2 separate regions of the Mus musculus genome follow, and region 2 is linked to region 1. The links are chromatin contacts, called in public promoter capture Hi-C maps. All regions are on one chromosome and are shown on one strand. Each heading gives the region's core, a stretch centred on a gene start, on an enhancer-like site or on the middle of the called end of the contact. The rest is flanking DNA. Distances are from core to core; before and after follow the strand shown.

Evidence for each region. Promoter capture Hi-C pulls out the DNA fragments that hold promoters and counts their contacts.
Region 2: a promoter capture Hi-C map of hippocampal neurons shows a contact between it and region 1, with 3 times the contacts expected there. The contact joins the promoter of Krtap6-2 here to the promoter of Krtap13-1 in region 1. A contact is called at or near these places in 2 of 39 promoter capture datasets (the 3T3-L1 cell line and hippocampal neurons).

Annotation. Positions count from the first base shown.
Region 1 is chr16:88,725,959-88,730,162 of GRCm38.p6, reverse strand. Krtap13-1 (keratin associated protein 13-1) reads right to left here and starts at 1,301. Exons shown (of 1, transcript NM_183189.1): 1 at 552-1,301. The coding sequence starts at 1,273. The coding sequence ends at 767.
Region 2 is chr16:89,417,497-89,421,653 of GRCm38.p6, reverse strand. It overlaps Krtap6-2 (keratin associated protein 6-2), which reads left to right and starts at 1,543. Exons shown (of 1, transcript NM_010673.2): 1 at 1,543-2,331. The coding sequence starts at 1,577. The coding sequence ends at 2,044.

The DNA.
Region 1 (4,204 bases), core at 52-2,551:
CATAGCCATAAAATCTAAAGATATTTTATCTTTTGCTGTCTTACATAACTTAGGTAGACCAGTTGGCATAGACCTGAGAATCCACTACTAATAGAAATCAATTCATTTTTTACATCTGGGATTTCATTAATAGAATCTATACTTGATTTTTTTTTTGGTTTTGGTTTTGGTTTCGGTTTTTCGAGACAGGGTTTCTCTGTGTATTCCTGGCTATCCTGGAACTTACTTTGTAGACCAGGCTGGCCTCAAACTCAGAAATCCACCTGCCTCTGCCTCCTGAGTGCTGGGATTAAAGGTGATGTTCTTAAGTAAGAAAACTAACTGAGACATATAAGGTATTTATCCAGTACACAACTTAATAGAACTTCAAAACCTGAATCTCTATGCATGTTGCTCATTTAATGCTAATCAATTTCGTGTTTCACAACCACAAAAGCAAGCATATGATAAATAACTAACAAAAGCAAGCATAGATAAATATCAAATCAGTATATTCATTAGCTTGAAATTTTAGTATTCATAAATTTGGGAAGAAATTCAGCACTGTAAACTTCATTTGCAATGCAGGCTTTATTTTTGAGTTAAGAGATTAATTACAAAGTTCTCAAAGGAAACCCACCAGCCAATATCTGAGGTTAGAGAGAAAGTGAAGAATTGGCAATCAGGGAATGAGAGAACAATTCTTCCCAGCCCAAGGAAGACAACAAAGGCCAGGGAACCAGGGGAGGATGATAATGGTCAACAAGACTGGAAGTTACAAAGAAGATCAATAGAATCCAGATCCAGTGCCACAGCTTGGTCTGTAGCAAGGAGACTGACAGGTTCTATAGGGCACATAGGATGGGTGGCAGAATCCAGATCCATAGCCCAGAGAAGAGACCCTTTGTGGTCTAAAGCCACTGGACCCACAGTTCAGAGAGTAAGAGCTTCTAGACCCATAACCCTGAGAGTGGCAGCTGCTGGATCCAAAGCTCTGAGAGCCAGCATATGTGGTTCTGCAGGGACTGCAGACACTGGAGACTCTGGGGCTGTAGCAGGGCCGCTGGCAGGAGCTGTGTACCACATGGGAAGTCTGGCATCTGATGGGCTGGAAGCAGTTCTGCTGACAGCCACTGTGGAGAGAGGAGCCCAGATGGCAGGTTCCTGGGGAGTAGAAGCGAGTGCTCTGGAGTAGGTGACTGGGGTAGGAAGAGCCACAAGAGGAGTGAGGGTAGCTCAGGTGATCTCCACTGGAGCGGGAAGAGAAGTTTCCAGAATAGCAGCCGTAGGACATGTTGATGGCAGGTGTAAGTTGAGCAGAGTACAAGAGAAGATTCTGAGTTTGTAAATCACTCCTTACCTGGGAACTTTATATACTCTCAGCAATGGGTGTGGCTTCTTATACAACCATTGTTTCCATATGTGGGCTCCCTCATCTGCATGCCTGGACCTCAGTAATTTTCTATATAATTGCAGTTAACTAACTCCTTTAATCTTTCGTTTAAGGGAGAACTCATTTTTTATATGTCTGAGTCAATGAAATGTATTTATGCTACAAATGCTATGACTATTTAATTAGTGCCTCTGCCATTATGGTCAGGAAATCCCCCACTGTTCACTGTCTATGACGTGTATGTGTTCTTGTTTGGGTAGGGGAATTACTCTCAGAGATGACAAAGTCTTTATCCTCAATTGGTCATTGAATAAAAGGCAAAATCTTGCATTGACAAGAAGCCATATCAGATGGCTCCAGTATCAAAGCATTGATTCACACTCTGCAGTATAATGTTCCAATTTTTAATACATTATTATCAATGGTTATTATGTCCAATCTATAAGAGCTACATAAATGCAAGCCAAAAAAATGGGACATTGTACAAAAATCATTCTAGTCTTGAACACATATGTATAAAAATGATTATTTAGAATAATGAAATCAAAACAATATGGGGCCATTAAGGGACATTTAGTGTACAAAAATCAATGGCACCAGAAGGAATGGTATTGTGGATATATTTTTTCATTTAATGTACTGGTTCATAGTCTCCTCTTAGTTCAAATTCATCTAGAGTTTCCTTCCCAACTCATATCACTAACCATCATTTCAATGTGATGAATGGTTTCAGAGCTTATCCTATCCAATCTACCTGTCCATGCTTGGTTGCAGCTTTCTTACCAGAGGGAGTTCCAGAGTTTGTGAATATTGAAGAGGATATTTTTGTGAGTCACCATTATCAGAACAACATATCATAAATGAGAATGTATCTGAGTATGAATGTTAATAATTTAGAATGAAAATCATAGCAAAATGTTAAACTTGGAAAGTTCAAAAAACCAACACATAGTACAAAACCAGGATGTGATGCCGCCTTCCTCTTTGAGCATTTGGATGTTTCCCTGACCTGAATGGATCATCACCTCTATAGACAGGAGTGGAGTTTTTTACATGCTTTTCTGTAGAGGGTGAAAATAATATTTTTCCTTTATAAATCTGGCAAGTATTTGAGATGAGAGAACTAGCTCCTTTCAATATCACTATTTATTGTTGAGAATATCTCAGCTTTATGCTTCTTCCCACTTCTTCTCGGTTGGTGCTCCAAGTCAAGGACCATGTTCCTCCCAGTCAGGTGTCCCTCTCCACATTCCTACCCAGGCTACAAGCTGTGGCTGTTGCTAGTTATGTGGGACTCCACAGCAAATGGCTGTGAGCCTTAGAGTTTAGGGCCTGTGGAAGTTGCTGATAAAAAAAAAAAAAAAAAAAAAAAAAAAAAGACTCTTCCCAGACCCAGGCAAAAGTAGAAATGTAAAAGAGCTCACGCCAGTCTCTCTGGGGTCAGCACTCTGGCCAAGACTTTGTAGAATCCATAGGATTGATAGTTTATCACTTCCCCACATGCCACAGGATTTGCATGCATTCTACCCATACACATGTAGAAACTTTAGTTTCTTTCCTGTTTTGGATCCTGAAACAATTGAGGAAAGATGTTCTAGAGAAAACTTTGCCCTGTATAGCACCTCCACCAATGAACTTACACTAATTCCTGGGTTTGAATCTAAGACCAACAAATTCTAATTTTCTCTTATATATTTTTCTCCTTTAAAATGTCTCCTGGCCATTCCTCCTCTCTGCACTTATAGATAACTCTACTGCTGTTCCAAGTGTCATTATTTTCTTGAAGAATCATTGCAGGATTGCTGTTTATATAGGAGAATTTTATCGCCCAGCCGGTAGCAGAGCACCTTCAGTGATTCAACTTTTAGTTTAATGTTCTTGCACAGTCATCAGTTGGATGCTTTGGGAATGTGTTTGGTACCTGTAGTGCAAGAAGCCCTCTGAACCTGCTCATGGACTGTGGACGGCCACCCATAGCTCCCAAGCTACGAAGCTGTGGTTTCTGCTTCATCTTCCTAGAACACTGGAAAAGGTCAGAAAAGATAAAGCCTTGAATCCAGCACTTCATGATTTGATTCTGACTTGTGGAAGATACCAGCTCTAGGTTTGTGAATTGTTGTCATGAGACAATGAAGGGACTCACATTCAGTCACATCTCCTTCCCAAGACCTTTGTGGCAAAGTCTCCTTTCAGGGCTCAACTGTGTTAGTGATTATCTTGTTATACATTTCTGTTGTCCCTTTTCTTGACATTCCCTCTCATTAATTCCACATGAAAACATGAAACAATAAAATACTTGAAAGAGTCATCAGGACTTTTTAATATAACTAGACTTCCTGGCAATTCAGAATAAAGACAGTGATGTAATCCACCAAAGGTCAAACAGGTGATATGAGTGTTTAAAATGAACAATGTCAAGGCTTCTGTCACTGAATGATAAATTCAATTGGTGAAAATATAATAGGATTAAGTGTCAGATGCTGAAACTACCAGTGCCCTTTCTGTAAGAGTATGTTTAATTGAAATTTCTTTAAAAGCATCACTTCATGGTTTGGATGACAAGGAACTTCTCAGGCATCCAATATCTAACTTCTATGTTTTAAAAAGTTTATCTAATTCTTTAAATACCTTTCTTTGGGCTCCTGGTAACTGGGGTAAATATCTTAGTCCGTTTACTACTAGAAGCAGAGTTTTGTTTTTCAAATCAGAACCTCCTAAAATCTTTCTGAAAGCAGACATCTTGTCGAACCTGCAGTAAGTTTTCAATCACTGGAGGCAAACTCAGTGGTAATCAAATTCATCAAGTCAGAACATTTTCCCATCATGGCACAA
Region 2 (4,157 bases), core at 294-2,793, 690 kb before region 1:
AGCGAATAAAAATATATTATTGGGGAAAAAAGAAAATTCTTTAGTTGTGGCATGATGGCAACAAGGAAAAATTAATGTCCAAAGAAATGATGCTGTTCTTCTGTCTTCTGATGATGAAAAGGTCAACATGGAATGACCGCTGAGGAAAAAATGAAAAATGCTGTGAAAAAATGTTACACTTCAAGATCACAATCAACATCTCTGCTCATTGAACTGAAGTATCAAAATCTGAAAAGAAATGAGCTGTGTGAGCTACTGTGAGCAGATGGAGTGAATTATAATTTTTTTTCTATTTTATATCCGTGAAGCGTTAGAAGCTGCAAGGGCATCCTTGCTGTCAGCGTTCTAACACTGTGCATTGTTTTTAACTTCCCAATTAAAGGTGAATGAGAAGGAAACATCTTATTAAATTCCACGAACGTGCATGAATCTTCTCTACAAACTCTGGTAAAACCTCTCTCTTCAGCAAAGCATGTAGCTCCTGATCTAAAGGAGATTTAAAAGTTTTGCTTTTCCATCCAGTTATGTTATATATATTTTTTAATAGGTATTTTCTTCATTTACATTTCCAGTGCTACCCCAAAAGTCTCACAAACCCTTCCCCCCACTCCCCTACCTCCCCACTCCCACTTCTTGGCCCTGGCATTCCCCTGTACTGGGGCATATAAAGTTTGCATGACCAATGGGCCTCTCTTTCCACTGATGGCCAACTAGGCCATCTTCTGATACATATGCAGCTAGAGTCACGAGCTCCGGGGGTACTGGTTAGTTCATATTGTTACTCCTCCTATAGGGTTGCAGACCCCTTCAGCTCCTTGGGTACTTTCTCTAGCTCCTCCATTGGGGGCCCTGTGATCCATCCAATAGCTGCCAGTTATGTTTTTAAAGGTGTCTCAACAACAAGACATGTTTTGGCACGGAGAGCAAGAGATGGGGGGGGGCATGCTGAGCTTCTCAGAGCCTTACTGTGCCTGGTATCTGGAGGAAAGAAGGATGTGTAAGGGTCACATACAGATAGCATGCTCACTGCATCTATATGTGGCAAGAGGCTCAATTGTTGCTTTTGTACTAGAGTTATCAGATGTATGGTTTCTGGAGAGATGCTGGGCAGAAAGAGTAACGTAAAAGTAAAAATGGGTAGGAGCTAGAAATTTGGAAAATAGGAAAAAGGAGAGAGAGAGAGAGAGAGAGAGAGAGAGAGAGAGAGAGAGAGAATTTTTCTTACATTTTCTCCAAACTTTGCTAGATACGTCACACATTGGGTGATACATTTAAACAGTATTCTTATGCTTAGGAACATGGTTTGACCGAGGAACCTCTCTGCCAGAGGAAATTGAAATGATGCTCTTTAAATGAAATGAGAGTATACAAAGTAATGTACTCATTTTAAGCAAACCATTATGGGTTGTCAACAGTGACTGGAATGTAATAGTTTAAATGTTTGTTAGTTAAGTCAGGGAGTGAATGGTATGCTCTGACAATTACTGGCAGTATATAAAGGTCCAAGGATAGTAGAGGCATCCACACTTGAGAAATATTCTTTTGCAACCCAAGTGAACTCTCCTCTATTGACAACATGTGTTGTAACTACTACGGCAACTCCTGTGGCTATGGCTGTGGCTATGGCTCTGGCTATGGCTGTGGCTCTGGCTCTGGCTATGGCTGTGGCTATGGCTCTGGCTATGGCTGTGGCTATGGTTCTGGCTATGGCTGTGGCTCTGGCTCTGGCTATGGCTGTGGATATGGCTCTGGCTATGGCTGTGGATACGGCTCTGGCTATGGCTGTGGATATGGCTCTGGCTATGGCTGTGGATATGGCTCTGGCTATGGCTGTGGATATGGCTCTGGCTATGGCTGTGGATATGGCTCTGGCTATGGCTGTGGATATGGCTCTGGCTATGGCTGTGGATATGGCTCTGGCTATGGCTCTGGATACGGCTCTGGCTATGGAAGTGGCTGTGGCTGTGGATATGGCTCTTACTACAGATCTGGCTGCTGTGGCTACGGACCATCTTGCTACAGAAGATGTTATTCTTGCTGTTAGAACACCCCTGAGAGAGGATCAGTTGCTCCTAAACTGACACTTCTGAAGAAAATGCTTCTTTAAAGATCCATGGCCAAGAGCTCTATATCCAGGAAACTACAAATTTGACAAAGTCTTTGACCTCCAGCTGCACATTTTTAGAAGGCAACTTTGTGATCCTGGCATCTGCAGTCTCGTCTCACTAGTTCTGCTGTCTTGCTATCTGTTTCTGTTGCCTGAACATGGCTGTTACATCTACAGCTGGGAGCATGGTTTCTTTTCAATAAAATGGGTACTGGTTTCTAACAAACTTTTGTGTATTCATTTGTAAGTTACTCCTGCCTTGGCTTATATTGAAAGCTGAATTGACTTTTCATTGACTAAGTTTTACAGAGCACCTTGATTTGATTCTTGTGAGCCTATGTTACATCAATAATGTGTTCCCCCAATATTTTCCACACATATCTCTGGGCTTCATTCATCTAAGCACAAGTCACGTGAGCATTTCTTCACTGAGCTTCGGAAAGGGCACCATTTCTGAAATGAGGATGGAAAGGGTAAGAGGGGAAGGACAACACCTACATAAGAGCTTATGGCAAACGTCCTAGGGTAACAGACACAGCCTGGGATCTTAACGGAGGAATGAATTCGGAGAGATTATTTTCAGACTTATTGAGGCAGTAGCATTAGACTTGGGTGCTAGTCGGAGGATTAAAACCTCGAAAAGGGATAAGTTAAAAGAAAAGTATATTATTACTTATTCTGTATCCGATAGAAATGCAAATATATTTACTGAATTCAGTCAAGTGAGCTGATTCACTGAAACAGCAAGTATTTTTGAATAGGTCACAGCCTGGATACAATCAAAGTATTACAGATGAATTATATGGTCTCCGTGTGTTTGCATCACGATCAAGAGGACAGCAAGCTAGGAAAGCGTGATGATACAACTGCAGCAGATGCAGCTCAGTGGGAAGGGGAGGATACATCAGCATGTCTGTCTGTTCAGGGAGGGACTTTGAACCTGTATTCTTTGAGATAATACTGAAAAGATGACAGTAGCAAAGAAAATTTACTAAATAATGTTAAGGAGAAAACAAAGTTTCTTACATTTTAGGACCAGGTGAAGATGACAAAAATCAATGGCCAGACCCGGATATAGAATATTTGAAGTGTGGCAAGAATGAAATGAAGTGCAAAATAAAATACCAACTGCCAAACACTAAGTCAGTGGGATTCGTCTGGGATGGGATTAGATATGACAATGGTATTAATTAATTAACTAATTAATTAATTTCTTTTATTATTTTTTCTTTTGTTTAAAATAGCTTTTTTCCTCACATAATATATCCAGATTATATTCCCCCCCTCTCTACTCCTTCCACTACTCCTTCCACTTTCTTCCCACCATTGCCCCTCCCATCTGGATCCACACCCTGTCATTAGAATAAAACAGATTTTAAAAGGATAATAATATAATAAATATAATATGATAAAACAAAAATAAATATGTTGAAATTGGACAAAGTAAACTAACAGATATGAAAGAGCTCAAGAAAAATATAAGGAACAGATATAAACACAGAAATTCAACTGTTCACATATTCAGGATCCCATAAAAACATGAAACTGGAAGCCATAATATATATGCCAAGTACTCATAGGATAAGAAAGAGCAAGAGAGAGGGAGTCAGATACAGAGGCAAAGAGACACACACTGAGAAAGAAAGAGACAAAGAGACAGAAACAGAGACAGAGAGACACAGAGACAGAGAGGCACAGAGAGAGAAAGAAACAGACACAGGCAGACAGACAGAGACAGAAAGAGACAGAGATAGTCAGAGGCAGACAGACAGACATAGAAAAGAAAGAAGGACAGGTAGAGATAGAGAGACAGAGAGAAATAAATAAAAGAGTAAAATAAAAAGTTAAAATTAAAATAGAAAAATGAAAAAAGGAGCCCTGACATTATGAGATGAGGACGCTCCAAAGATGCGGTTGGATTCATTTTCTCTTGGTGGTCTCCTGCTGGCTGTGCAACCTATATTTAAGAGTAGTCTGTTTTCTGTGTGAGACTCCCTTGGAGACAACTATATTTTAATCTGAAAGGGGTTATCAGTTGGAGATAGTGTCT